5 separate regions of the Mus musculus genome follow, and all the other regions are linked to region 1. Evidence: chromatin contacts called from public Hi-C and HiChIP or PLAC-seq data. All regions are on one chromosome and are shown on one strand. The core of a region is the stretch at or near the end of the contact, and the rest is flanking DNA. Distances in the headings are between cores, read along the strand shown.

The links. Hi-C and Micro-C count contacts between places; a contact is called where the count stands out from the background. HiChIP or PLAC-seq counts read pairs in DNA pulled down with a chosen protein or histone mark.
Region 2: a FOXA1 HiChIP or PLAC-seq map of pancreatic cancer cells shows a contact between it and region 1. The contact joins the enhancer-like site here to the promoter of Bard1 in region 1. A contact is called at or near these places in 4 of 39 promoter capture datasets (the 3T3-L1 cell line, the HPC-7 cell line and pre-B cells) and 1 of 115 datasets of contacts at active chromatin or transcription factors (pancreatic cancer cells).
Region 3: a contact with region 1 is called in a FOXA1 HiChIP or PLAC-seq map of pancreatic cancer cells. The contact joins the enhancer-like site here to the promoter of Bard1 in region 1. A contact is called at or near these places in 4 of 39 promoter capture datasets (3T3-L1-derived adipocytes, hippocampal neurons, neutrophils and 1 more) and 4 of 115 datasets of contacts at active chromatin or transcription factors (astrocytes, embryonic hindbrain, extraembryonic endoderm stem cells and 1 more).
Region 4: a contact with region 1 is called in an H3K4me3 HiChIP or PLAC-seq map of pro-B cells, with 6 times the contacts expected there. The contact joins the enhancer-like site here to the promoter of Bard1 in region 1. A contact is called at or near these places in 6 of 39 promoter capture datasets (the 3T3-L1 cell line, the C10 cell line, the HPC-7 cell line and 1 more) and 2 of 115 datasets of contacts at active chromatin or transcription factors (large pre-B cells and pro-B cells).
Region 5: a contact with region 1 is called in a Hi-C map of adipose-derived mesenchymal stem cells, with 2.5 times the contacts expected there. The contact joins the enhancer-like site here to the promoter of Bard1 in region 1. A contact is called at or near these places in 9 of 39 promoter capture datasets (the 3T3-L1 cell line, 3T3-L1-derived adipocytes, the SN4741 cell line and 5 more), 2 of 484 Hi-C or Micro-C datasets (adipose-derived mesenchymal stem cells and embryonic fibroblasts) and 1 of 115 datasets of contacts at active chromatin or transcription factors (astrocytes).

Annotation. Positions count from the first base shown.
Region 1 is chr1:71,101,690-71,104,437 of GRCm38.p6, forward strand. It overlaps Bard1 (BRCA1 associated RING domain 1), which reads right to left and starts at 1,283. Exons shown (of 11, transcript NM_007525.3): 1 at 979-1,283. The coding sequence starts at 1,118.
Region 2 is chr1:71,936,854-71,939,553 of GRCm38.p6, forward strand. No RefSeq gene overlaps it. Among named protein-coding and RNA genes, the nearest start is that of Gm28818, 39 kb to the left of the region's middle. Within about 2 kb of position 1,273, at least 66 of the 459 cell types and tissues checked have an H3K27ac peak or open chromatin away from gene starts, as enhancers often do. A contact at or near this core is called in pancreatic cancer cells, where this site is marked.
Region 3 is chr1:72,074,979-72,077,742 of GRCm38.p6, forward strand. No RefSeq gene overlaps it. Among named protein-coding and RNA genes, the nearest start is that of Gm4319, 47 kb to the right of the region's middle. Within about 2 kb of position 1,348, at least 26 of the 459 cell types and tissues checked have an H3K27ac peak or open chromatin away from gene starts, as enhancers often do. A contact at or near this core is called in pancreatic cancer cells, where this site is marked.
Region 4 is chr1:71,955,696-71,958,395 of GRCm38.p6, forward strand. No RefSeq gene overlaps it. Among named protein-coding and RNA genes, the nearest start is that of 4933417E11Rik, 48 kb to the right of the region's middle. Within about 2 kb of position 1,431, at least 17 of the 459 cell types and tissues checked have an H3K27ac peak or open chromatin away from gene starts, as enhancers often do. A contact at or near this core is called in the HPC-7 cell line and pro-B cells, where this site is marked.
Region 5 is chr1:70,134,258-70,136,957 of GRCm38.p6, forward strand. All of the region lies in intron 11 of Spag16 (sperm associated antigen 16), which reads left to right. Among named protein-coding and RNA genes, the nearest start is that of Gm23879, 180 kb to the left of the region's middle. Within about 2 kb of position 1,379, at least 22 of the 459 cell types and tissues checked have an H3K27ac peak or open chromatin away from gene starts, as enhancers often do. A contact at or near this core is called in adipose-derived mesenchymal stem cells and astrocytes, where this site is marked.

The DNA.
Region 1 (2,748 bases), core at 33-2,532:
TCTTTGCTACTTCATAACTGTAATTTTGCTACTAAGCTGGGTCTCCGTTCCTAAGACCTAAATGTGTGTCCCAGTGGTCGCGACCCACAGATTGAGATCCAACATGTGCGTCATCACTGGCCTGCTACTGCAACTAGAAGTTGAGTTTCCGATGTATGTCTACACCCAGGATGATCCGTATGCTTTAGGAAAACACAAGCAGAACTCAGAACGTGTTCATGTTAACAGAATCGCCACTCTCCTAAGAAATACAATGCCATTCTTTCAAATACTAAGAGTTTGTAAAAAAAAAAAAAAAAAAAAAAAAAAAAGAATAATTTAACGTAAGTGCAAAGTTTGTTGCCAGTTAACTTTAAAAAAAAAAAAAAAAGTTGCAGTTAACACTGTATTTGTAGTAAAGACTGAAGGCTTAACATTCGCTACTGCCAAAGAGAAAAAAGGGGAAAGAAGTATATTTCTTGGTAGTATTCGATAAACAGCCTCAGGTAAGAAAGTACCACTTAGGAGTGCATTTCAGACTGAATAAAATCCAAGAGAGGGCATGTTGGAGGATCAGTGGTACAGGGCCATAATCTAACTAAGTTAAAATTGCGATGCTCAACAAACTGCCATCGCCAAACTACCGGTCACCAGGTCCCTAGCCTCCCATTCCCCACGCCGAGCCTGCTACTAGAGAAAGGACCAAAAGGTCAGCCTCACAGGGGCTGTTGTGCCCCGCACGCAACCACGGGACCACGCTCCCAGAGGACCGAACTCCAGGACCCCAGCAGCACTAGCTCGGCTCAGCTCCGAGCGTCACCTTCGGGGAGTGACCAACGAGCTGCGCTTTGAGCCACGCCCCGAAGGCAGTTCTCCCGCGAAAATTCGAAAAGTGCCGTTTGAGTCATCTTCGTTGCAGGTGGCTGGGAAGCCACTCAGAAAACTCAGGAGTGGGACACGGAGGGACAGACGACACTAGGTCGCCAGGCCGGTCCTTACCAGCGGGAGCAGCGCAGCAGCTTCTCCAGGCGGGCAAGCGCCGCGCGGCTGTGGGCCCAAAGCCCGTCGGTAGCCGGCTCCATGGCGGGCACGGGAGCAGGCTGGTTCCCAGAGCAGACCCTCGGCGGCCGGCGTGGCATTCCCACAGAGGAGGGGAGGTCAGGTTTGCTCTAGCGCCGCACCCCGCTGGTCACCGCCGGATCCTGCTGCGTGCGGAGTCTCTGAATTGGTCGGACGCCTCCGGCTCGGAGGCTGAAACGCGGTAAAACTCAGAGATGGAAGGACCCGGCTTTAGGCCACGCCCTCAAGGCCTGAGGGCGGGGCTTTAGTAATGCGGTCCAAGTTCCGGAAATGGAGAGGCGAGGCTTGAGAGGCCACGCCCTCAGGAGGTGTAGGGCGGACCGCGGAAACCAAAGTGCCAAGGCGCGGGGTTGAGGAGGCGTGGGGAGAAGTCACCTAGGCCTGTGGCCCTAGGAGGCGGGGTATAGCGCGCTCAAACTTCCTGAGCGGGAAACTGAGCGGCGGGGCCTCAGGCCACGCCTTCAAAGAGGCGGGGCTCCCCATGGGTTTCATTCCCACCCCCTCTCAGTTTACTGAAACTGTGCTTACCTAGAAGTTGGATTCTAACCCTCCCATAGCCTCAGGAGCTTGCCGCTGAAGCCATCTACAAAGAGTGGCATTCAAGCTACTGTTGAACTTGGACAAGCTTTTCCCATGACAATAAAAGTACTACCCTTTATATAAGAAAGTTCTCTTTTTCTCCTTGCTGTAGGATATAAGAATCCGCTAAATACTAAGTTTCAATTTCACTTTTTAACTAGCTGTAAATATCCGACCAAGGGCATCTCTTAGAAGTTCTGGTGTGCTTTTAAAATATGATAAACTGCATAAAACGTTTTTGTTTGCTAGAGGGTCTACCCTCCCCGGGGATTTTTTTTTTTTTTTTTTTTTTGAAACGGCGTCTGTTTGCCAACCTAGCTTAAACTGTGAAGCTAAGGGTGACCTTGAACTTCTCAGTTTGCGATCCTCCACCTCTGCGCGATAGGGGATTACAGATATGCACCACCACGCCCAGCTTACATGGTGCTGAACTGAGTTTAGAGCCTCCTTTATGCTAGAAGTATTCTACCAGCCAAATCCATAGACCCTCCTGCGGATCTGAATATTAACACTGGGCAAGCACAGCCCGCCCTCTCCACAGCTTCCAACCTATGAACACATTCTTGCATATCCCCTTTTATTTCTCTGTCTCTGCTTAACCGCCCCAGCTGCCTCTGTTTACCTTAAAGTTGTTCCTTCTTACTGGAATCCACACATCTGCCTAGATTGCCTCCCATCCTTAGGCCTCACTAAAGATATACAAGACATTACCAAACACAAAATTAGTCTTGGCACTACCCTGATTAAACTCTAAAGGTGGAAAGGCCTGGAAGGTCCTTTAATCCCAGCACTAGAGGCATGGAAATGGGGGGAGGGGGGGGGAAGAGCAGGTGGATCTCTGAGTTCAAAGCCAGCCTAGTCAACAGAGTTCTGAGACAGTCAAGACAAACCCTATCTCAAATAAATAAACAAACAAACAAACAAATAAAACTCTAAAGCTATTTCTTTGATGAGATATGAGGCCTATGCCAACCTGGGAAAGCATGCCATTATTCTCCCGTGGAGCTTTTCTTCATCAAAAGCCTAGGTCCAGCTGCCTCTGGGCTTTTACACAAAGATTCACTTTGGAACCTGGAATTTTCCTCTTAGGCAGTACTCCTTCAGATCTCA
Region 2 (2,700 bases), core at 23-2,522, 840 kb after region 1:
TTCCAGAGGTTCCCCTTTGTGGTCCAGGGCGTGCCTGAAATGGATACAGGCATCGGAAGTTCTCAGGGTCCTTTATCAGTGTGAGCATCCCTTGAAGACATGATCCGTGTTTCCTCCTAGGCCAGGAAGTCTTTGTGCTTAACAAATGCTGACCATTTAGTTGGCTGCTAAAAGGTTCTCAGAGATCTGCCAAACACAGATAGCCTTTCATGTAGCCAGGTACTTGTTGATTCCATCTGACTTCAAAGGCTGGAGGAGCTGGGGTGGGGGTGGGGGTGTTCCTTGGTAATTCTCAGTTGATGAGTGAGAGAATCTTCAACTCCCACATTATCTCCCCTTGATCCACCACAGCTTCCATACAAGCACAGCTCATTTCTTTGTGCTTTGTTTGAGGGGTGTGTGTGTGTGTGTGTGTGTGTGTATGCTGGCGGGGAGGGTAAAGTAGATTGTTGTTACAGCAGTGCTGGTCACAGAGAGAGCAGCACAGGCCAGCAATGTACTGCTGAGCTATACTCCCAGACCTTTCTCTGTTTACTTAAAATGTTTGCCCTGGAAAGGTGAGATTTCCAGCATCATACAGAGGATAACTAAACTCAGTGTACTTAGTAAGAGTTTGTGTATCTTCTACGTGAAAAGCATATGCAAGGTCTTAGGGATAAGAGCCTCTCCTGTATGCCTTGAGTTTATAAACGTAAAAGCCCAAGACTTGGTGATGTGAATCTCGGCCCTGCTGCTTCCCAGCTGTGTGACTTAAGGCAGGTTAAGGAATGTCTCTGGATTTGTCACCCCACAAGCAAAATAAACATAACTCCCACTCCCAAGATGTCTGTGAGAATTTAGACAATACCTGAATTCTGCACAGACTTTCACGCATGCTCAAGACTTGATGAGAGACACTGTCCTGACCATTCTCCCTCTTCTGGATTTATTATTGTTAATATACTGACCTTTGAAGAAGATTCTCTGAGAAGTTTGCCATGGTTAATGCACTGGGTTAAATTACTTTCTCAAAGCAGTTACTCCGTCATCTGACTGGGCCCTAAAGGACCTTTCGAAAGAATTTTTCACTTGATGGGAAATTCTGATGAAGGTTCATGAGCACTGGGCCTGAGGCAGGTTCTGAGGGCAGAGGCTAAGGAGATGCTCCCAGAAGATACTGGATGGAGTCCGTGAGGAAAGCTGTTAACTGCGCCTCCCACGTCCTATAAACATCACATGAACAAGTACTGCCATGAGCAGGCAAGAGGCCTCTGTGTCCCAGCGGTGTGCAGAGTGCAAAGAGCAGCCTGGTGTCCTGCTCCAGTCTCCTTCTCTTGCTCTCACTTAGAGGGAACTGCGTAGAAGCGCCATTTGCGGCAGCTTTTAAGACGCTGCTTTTCTGCAAATCCTTGAACAAATATTAACTCATTCATCATCTCCTCACCTCTGAGAGTTGAGGAAGCAGGACCTGAGTAGAGGTGGGAATGTCATAATCCCATCTGTAAATTACAGTGCCAGCAGCGTTCATTAACAGACCCGGCTGAGACTTCAGGAAGCTAATTGCTCTCTCTTCCCTGCCACAGGATTCGCTCCAAAGGTGTTTGCACAGAATGGGGAACCTTCAATGCTGCCCTGCTGTAAGCCAGTTAGTTGGCCGTTTTGTGGCTCAAAAGATAACGGCAAGGAGAAAGAGAGAGGAAGGAGGCAGGAGAGGAGGAGGAAGGAGGAGGGAGAGAAGAGGGAGGAGGAAGAGAAAAAGAGGAAGAGAGAGAGGTAGGAGGGGTATGAGGAGAATTCCCTTTTTCAGATTTATTATGAACTATTAGTTAAACATTTTCAAGTGGGGGAAGTGCTGGTTAAAAGATACGCACCAACCACAAACATTTGAAAGCAGAATTGCAATGATTTCCACTGTGTCTGGTTGAATTAAGGCGTGCCCAGAAAGTTGTGCAACTGAAAGTCCTCCCAAACAATGAAGACGGTGATTGATGGCCCGGCCAGGACTCAAAAGTAAAAACAGGAGGTTGAGTAACCCCTACATAGGACTGTCTGCATGAAACTACGTTTACAGATGTTACAAAGTGGATCTTCCGCTGGCATGAGAGAGAGAAGTCGATGTTTGAGAAAATCTTTGGTTCCTTGGCTAGGAAGCCCTAGGTAGATTCTCTGCCCCAGTAGGTGCCCCCTAATCTCTTTCCACGAAACACCCGTAGCACACTAACCTCCTGCCCTATAGACTTTGCGTCATGATTTTCTTCCTGTCCTAGACAGGTTGGAAATAAGCAGGGCTCCCCAACTCTTCACTTGTCCCTGTTCTCTCCATCATTCCTTAAACCCCTTTTCTTTCTAGGATAATCACTGTGATAACTGGAGAAAAATAGTCTTACAAACGTGAGGGATGTGTATTTAAAATAAAGCCTAAAGTCATGTGGCCCCTCCCCGATTGTGTGAACGGGTCTTTTAGTGCTTAAAACATCAGTGGTAAACTTCTGTCTGCTGGAATACAATAAATCACCTTTCACCCTGTCCCAGGTAGACCTTAAAAAAATATTCTCTCTCTCTCTCTCTCTCTCTCTCTCTCTCTCTCTCTCTCTCTCTCTCTCCCTCCCTCCCTCCCTCCCTCCCTTCCCCCTTCCCTCCCTCCCTCCCTACCTCTCTCACTCTTGCTTCTGCCGCTTCTGTTCATACTTTGCACAAGATGCGCAAAGAGAGAGCAATTCA
Region 3 (2,764 bases), core at 98-2,597, 970 kb after region 1:
GGATCCAAAATGCCTCAGTAGCATAGGAAGCATTTCAGGAATCTCAGGTGCTAGCTGAACAGGGTTCTTTCTGGAGAAAGAAGATTGATTCTACAATCTAGCCGAGGCTACCTGACATTCCTTAGGTAGAGGCACGTGTGAGGGCTTAGAACTCCCCCAGACAAAGTCAGAGAAGGAGAAGCCCCACTAATGAAAGGAATGTCCCTTATTGTGCCAAGCCCAGAGGCTGTCTGGTCATGATGGACTTTGACCTTAATTAGCAGTTTTCCCACTCTTGGATATGACATCCTTACAGATTCTACCCACCCAGAACCACTTCTTTCCTTTTTGAAGTGCACAGTGTACCAGAGCTCTGTAAAAGCCGGGCAGTGGTGGCGCTCGCCTTTAATCCCAGCACTTGGGAGGCAGAAGCAGGCAGATTTCTGAGTTCAGGGCCAGCCTGGTCTACAGAGTGAGTTCCAGGACAGTCAGGGCTACACAGAGAAGCTCTGTCTCAAAAAAAAAAAAAAAGCTCTGTAGAGAAGGTATATGTGCTATTTAACAATACTTAGCCCATAGAACTAGCAAACAGCAACAGTAGATGGTACAGTGAAATGCTAATTAGCTACCAGGGTTTGGTTGAATATAACTTTGTGACACATTGTTCAAAATATGGATAATTTTGAACATAAGCCTAAGAAGGTAGAACAGATGAGTCACAGCAATACAGTCACCACCGTCTAGATAAAAATCTCTCAAACATGAGGTCTTCAGAGAAAAAATAATGACATAAGGTTTGGGTGGCAGGAAGTTGATGGTTGTTCTGACCGAATATTTCACCTCAAGACACTGATTCTAGAGTCTAATGTCAAGTGGCAACTAATGAGTGGACTGTCCAAGAGCTCCGCACACATCCTCATCCTCTGAAAGGCCGAGGAGTGGCTTTGTTTTGTTTTCTCTTTTCTTTGGCTAAAAACAGCATGGGTGCCTGAGTTCTTCCTTTCTTGCCCTAAGATAATTACCACATCCCAGAGTTAGCACTACTGGAGTGTAGACTCTCAAGTGATAGACCAAGAGTAACATTGATGAGTAGCCAAGTCATACAAAAACTGGTCCTGCAGAACTTTTGGGTCTGGTGCCCCTGGTCGATACTTTCCTCAGCACAAAAGACAAGTGCCTGGAACCAACTGGCTTGGATTTCCTGCAGCTTCCCATTGTCATGGTGAGAGCAGACTTGCAGATTTATTGCAGGCTGATGATAAATGAAATCATTATTTGGTCATCACTTCAAACCAACATACAGCTCACTTATTTTTTTCACCACTCATAAAAGTCCCTTGACACAGTTTCCTCCCTTTTCGAGCAACCATTATCTGCACTATAAATAAAGGGCTCAATAGTAAATTCTTCAGCAGTAAAGGTAGTCTCCCTGACTATGCATCATTTAATGATAGCATTTGTTTGAGGGTTCTGTGCAGTTGGAGAAACGCCTTTATTTGTAAATAGCTGCTTAGCAACAGCCTTTGTATACTCTCATGGCTCCCTCAGAGCCCCAACCTATCACTTGGTTCTGGGAGTCCTTAAATTCCTTGGGGCTTATTGAAGAATTCTCAACACAGGGACACACCAGAAGAAAACATGCAAGAAAGCTGAATCACTGCAATTCACTAAGCAAAAGAGGAATTCAATAAAGCAAAATGCTCCCTTCATGGAACTGAGGTGACATTGGAAAAAAAATGAAATTAGAATCTGGAGACATGAGGGACAGTTTGCTCATCCACTAGCAAGTCAGGGCAGGGGTGGAAGACTTGGGGGTGTGGAAAGGGATCAGAACTTTGGTCTCTGTTTGTCACAGGAAACACCTGGCATCTGGGAGCCAAAAATCAATCCAAAGGTTGTATCAATTGTAGAAAAGAATCATAATTACAAGTCTCCTTGGGAGGCTTTTCATTCCCATCATGGGGTGGGGAAAAGCATAGGAAAGGAAGCACAGTTTCCAGTGAGTTTGTGATATTTTATGACAGAACCAGACCAAAAATAGGAAAAGTCTGATTTCTCTTTTAGAAAATCAATCTCTCTCTCTCTCTCTCTCTCTCTCTGTGTGTGTGTGTGTGTGTGTGTGTGTGTGTGTTTCTGTCTCTGTCTCTCTGTCTCTGTCTTTCTGTCTCTATCTCTCTGTCTCTCTGACTCTGTCTCTCTGTATCTCTCTGACTGTCTCTGTCTCTCTCTTCTCTCTCTGTCTCTCTCTGTCTCTGTCTTTCTGTCTCTATCTCTCTGTCTCTCTGACTCTGTCTCTCTGTATCTCTCTGACTGTCTCTCCTCTCTCTCTCTCTCTCTCTCTCTCTCTCTCTCTCTCTCTCTCTCTCTCTCTCCTTCCTCCTCCTCTTCCTCCTCCCAAGCATTTTATAGCCCAAGCTGGCCTGGAACCCACTATGTAGTCCACTCTGTCACTCTGTCCTCATACTCAAAACAATCCTCCTGCACCAGCTTTGCAGGTGCTAGGATTACAGACATGAGCCTTTACACCTGACTGTTTCCTATCTTGGTTATCTGTATGCTAGGCTCTCTACAGAAAGGGAGAATGGGTCAAAGGTCACCTTCCACCTTGAGAATCTCTTATTAACTCACTGGCATTGCCTGTGGCCATGAGTTCAACAGTAGCTCTCCTTCTACTGTATACACTCTTGAGCTTGGAGAATGAAAGAAAAAAATTAGGAATGAAAGAAAATAGGAAAATAAAATATTACATAAAAGCAAAACAGAATATATTTTAGCCAAACTCCAA
Region 4 (2,700 bases), core at 181-2,680, 850 kb after region 1:
GGCTGGAGAGATGGCTCAGTAGTTGAGCACTGGCTGCTCTTTCAGAGAACCCAGGTTCCATTTCTAGCACTCATGTAGCAGCACACAACTCTCTGTAACTCCAGTTCCAGGACATCTGACATTCTCTTTTGGGTTTCTCAGTCACCAGGTACACATGTGGCACATAGACATTATGTGTAGGCAAGACACCCGTACACATAAATAAGGAGAAAAATTTTAAAGAAATAACAGAGATTTTGACAAATGGACTATACTTCCTAACAAGAATGTAACCAAAATGTTGCCAATAACTTCCAGGCATTTAGATTATCTAGAATTTCCAAAATAACTCTTGAGTCAAAGGCAAATTCTAGTTGGAATTTTATATGCAAAGAACAAATCAGAATGAATATTAAACTTACAGTAGTTACATCAGTAGTTACTGTAGTTTTTTTCTAGGAAAGATAGGCAGAGATCTGAAAATAAAATAAATACCAGCAGTCTTCAGAACCAGATGCTAAGTGCACCAATGCCTTTTACATTGCTTTTATATATTCATGATACTCTATAATTATTTTAGATTTAAAGATAAGTACTTATTCTGATATACCAAAATATGACTTAAACCTAAACCAATGGAGACTCTGATAAGACCTGATGGTTTTGTCTTTGTTTTCTGTGTGACAATGTAGAAAGAAAGCTTCTGTGATGTACGAAAGGCACCATGCAGTCTGGGGTCACATTGCTTCTGATCTGCACGTCTCATCTCACTAGAGGTTCCATCTAGCTGTTCGCAGCCTGCCCTGGGGGTAGGGGAAGGTCACCTTTAGATCTATCAGAAATGGTTTCTGCTGATTAGCAGAAAAAGCAGTAAAGCCATCATTTGAAAAGAACACACTGTAAAATATCATCCACATAGGCAGTCAATCCTGGGAGCAAGTGAGTATTTGTCTAAACTTGTGCTGATCTTATTTCTGAACATGTTTTAAATACTCCTGATACAACAGTAAAATCTGTGCACACATTATAGTTAAGTCACCATTTCAATATAACTTAAAATACTCATCTTAGCAAAATCCATAACTTCCCATGCTCTTACAGTCCCAAGTCGTAGGTAATCCTCAGACTCTCTTAGTTCCCACAGTTAAAACCTTGGTGAATCCTTATATCACAATTCTCTATCTTCATTATCAAATGGGAACCACATACACCCTTCTTTTGGAGGAAGCACACAAATTTCTTTCAATAGACTGTTACTTCAATGTAAGTACACACATAAACCAATTAGAATATCAAACCAAATTTCCAAATCAGAAAACTACCAAGCCAACAGAGGTTGAGTTAACAAGAGTAACATAACAATTTGTGTGCCAGTTAGAAACAGCTGGCTTCAGCCAACCGTAGTCACTAACCGTGTTGGTAGACAGAGGAAGGAAGAAGTGAACATGTGTTTCCCTGTTTCCTGCTTCTGGCCAAGCAAAACAGCTCCTCCCTCTTTGTGCCAGAGCTCCTGCTTAGTTTTATTTGTGCATCTAGCGCCCCAGGCTCCTGCCTATGTTAGTATTATCTATTCTCTGCTTCCTTCCTAGGGTTGGCTTGCTGAGCCACTCACCCCTGGGTTGCCTCCCAGCCCCTTGGTTAGGTTTTGCATCTTTTTTTTTTCCCCAATGTGCTAAATTCGTGTTACTAAAATACCTGGCACAACCACCTCTTTCCTGACTGTTTTGTGGATAATATACATAAGGGTTGAAAGAAGTGGGAAGTGACCAGTACAAACAAAATTCTTCCCTCACCCACTCATTTTAATAGCAGTTATTGTATTCCACACTGCCCTTTTTTGTGCATAAATTAAACCAAGACAATGAATCGCCCCACCCCCAAGTCTATGTCATGACTATTTCATGTAGAAGCCATCTCTGCTCTTCCACTGTTCTCTGCCTCCATACATCATCAGAAGGGATTCAACTGGATGGTGTTCATCCCTCAATGAGGATGCACTGAAATGATGAATGAGCTTGACTGTAGTCACCATGTCGGGGAGAGTGGTTGAGCAACCTAGATATTTTGTCTCCACCAGCCCCAAAGCAGTCAACTCCTAAGAGAATCCCAGACAATCATTTCCGTTGAAGGTTGAAGAGTGGGTTGAAAACAGGTTCTATTTTCCTTCCTGGAGTTCCCCTAACATTATATGATTTGTCTGCATTTTCTTTTTGGAGTTATCTCACCAGACAGACTAGGGTGTGAAAGAGAGAAAGGGTGGAGTTAAAGCAAAAGCTGACCTCTCCATGAGATGGAGCAAAGAAAGCATGTTCTGATAGGATGATCAATGCCCTCTCTGTCTTTCTAATGTCAAGATCCCTGCTTTCTCAATTTTAGTTTTCACTGTGTAAGCAACAACTACAATTTTTGCCAGTTTTCAAGAATGTAAATATTCAGAAGACTGGAAACACATGACTTCTAGGGGAAAAGAAACTAAGAATGATTGACGCTTCACATTCAAGAGAGTCAAAAACTCACAGGACATCCTTTGTTGATCTTCAAACCACCAATGAGACGTTGAAAGTAGAAAGGTCATGACTGGTGGTCTTCAGTCTCAGCGTACCATTTTCTTGTTTTATTTGTTTGAATTTTTGTTTGTTTGTTTGTTAGAGTTTCTTTGTGTAGCCCTGGCTATCCTAGAACTCGCTGTGTAGACCAGGCTGGCCTCAAACTCACAGAGAT
Region 5 (2,700 bases), core at 129-2,628, 970 kb before region 1:
AAAATGAGCCCAATGATCAGATCATAATTACTGTCTTTTCTCTAATAAAAATTTAAAAGGCAGCTTTGGAATCTTTGGCCACCTGAATTCATTAATGAAAAGTTTATTTAAATCCTGGAAAACTTATGTAATGCACTTGTTTTTCTGATCATACACAGTGTTCCTCGAATTCTAAATTTAAAGCAGTAAAATGGTAAATAAAGCAGACATATGACTTATGATCATGGTCTTAAAAAACTGTTGTGGGAGATAAACATGAAATAATCCAAGAGAGAAACTATCTGTAACAAGTACTATGAAGGATCACCTCCAATGTCTATGAAAGGTCTACGATGGGAGACTTGGCATAACGCCAGTCAAAGACTTTGCTATCTGAGGTGATTGCTGAATTTGCATCTAAGGGATTTCATATCTAGGTAGAACATTGCATCAGAAGACTCAAGGAGCTATGCTGCCAGGAAGAAGAGCATAAAGGCTCATCAACAAGACAGTGTTCCACAAGTATAAGGGAAGTTATGGGTTGGATTTGGCCACCTTCAAAATCATTTTAAAATGTATGTTTTTATTCTAGCTTCTACCACTTCCGAATGTAAAATTTCTTATAGAGTCTATGAAGATTTAACAAAGTTAAAACTAAATAGTCCGTGTGGGCTGTATTCTGGTATGGCTTTTGTCTTCTGGGATGAATGTTGGGGACAGAGATGTCTATAGAAGAGGTAGGTAAACAGTCACAGTGAAAAAGCAGCCACCTGTAAGCTATGGAATGCTTACCAGAAATGGAGTCAGTCCTGGAAGAGTTTCTACCTTATAACCTCAGATGAAACATAGTCCTGTTTGGAACTTCATTTTGGATTTCTGTCTTCCAAAAGTATGACATGACCTATTCCTGGGGTTCTAAGACACATGGTTTGTGGCTGCAACTACATAGGCAGAGCAAACCAAACTGAAAGCTTGCCAGTAGTATTGAAAGTCTAGAGGGAGGACAGTGTGTGTCAACCAGTAGAAGGCACGGTGATAAGCAGGGGCCAGATCTTGGTTAACTCTAAGTAAATTTTTTTTTAATTTTTGTATTTAAGATATATATTTTGATTTATTTATACCTATGCTTGTCTGTCTGTGTGCATACATGATATAGGTGTGTGTGTGTGTGTGTGTGTGTGTGTGTGTGTGTGTGTTCTGTGCTTATATTCCAGATTTTCTGCTTTTACCAGAAAGTGATATTGGCTCATGTAAGCTGGAGATAGAAATGGTTGTGAGAATCCTAGCTTGATACATAGTTGCTGAAAACTGAACTTCTTTGTTCAAGAGTGTGCAGCAATCATGCCTTACCACTGAGTCATCTCCCCACTGAGCCATCTTTTATCATAAGAGAAAGAGAGTTACTTAAGTGAAAAAAATGTTTAAAGGAAAAGAACAACTGAGACAGGCTGGTAGCAGTAGCTCCAGTGGAACGTCAGTGGTAAGCTATGAGAGAAACGGGAAGAAATCCATGAATGAGCTGCCAAACCCCATATTAATCAGCAGCCAGGCCTTTACTCCAGCTGCCATCTCTTGTTTCATCATGGTTTTCCACCTCTGTAGATTTCCACCAACACAGAAACATACTTTTTGCTCTTCTCTCTTCTTTCTTGACTGGTGTTAGCTGACTGCAGAATCATCTTCATCAACTGTGGTGCTGTCTATTACATTCTAAGAGACTGAAACTTCAGCTGGACCTCATAGCCAGAGTTGATCATACTCCCTGAGGCCATTTAACACTTAAGACTGCTATCCTACTGTGTACTCGACCTGCTTGTTCAGTTTGCCTTTAAGGGGACAATATAACCACACACCTTACTTCCTTGGATTAGACATGGAAGAAACTTTTATAGCTTAAGCTAATGCAGAGCTGTGATCTCAAAGTGTGTACTGTCTTCTTCCCCTGACCTAGAGTGATGCTGAATGTTTTAATCATCATTTGCTGAGAGCAGCAAAAATAGAAGGTGACAAAAAGAGGAAGGGATTTGATTTCATTCCTTAAGGTGACACCCACACATTATTATTGACTCAGAATTTGTTATTAACACATTCAAATCAACTGCGATAAATGGTTGTTCTTTGTGTGACAATGGGTTTGTTCCTGGTAAATGTCTTTTTATGAAGATTTATTGTATCAACGTTATAGTGTGCATTTACACACTTAATGTATATAAATCAACCACTTTATGTGGCTTCTTGATACAATCCAAAGCTGTGGAAATCCAGACTTCCATGAAGCTATAGCCAAGTGTAATGTGGCATACCCTTTACAGTAAATTTTATAATAATTCTTTCTCATGACCAGTTATCACCATCTTCGTCTTCATCTGTCTTAGCTACTTTTCTATTGCTGTGCTAAAAATACCATGACCAAGGCACTTATCAAATAAACCATTTATTAGAGGTTCACAGTTTCAAACAGACTCCATGACCATCATCGTGTGGAGCACGACAGCAGACATAGTGCTTGTCCAGTAGATAAGAATTCACATCCTGAGACACAAGAAGGTGGCAGAGAGTGCTAACTAGGAAAGGCTTATGCTTTTGAAAACTCAAAGCCTACTGCCAGTGACATGCCTCCTCCATCAAGGCAACACTGACTAATCCTTTCCAAATGATACTCCCAACTGAGGACCAATAATTCAAATATAAGAGCCTATGGAACCCACTCTCTCAAATCAC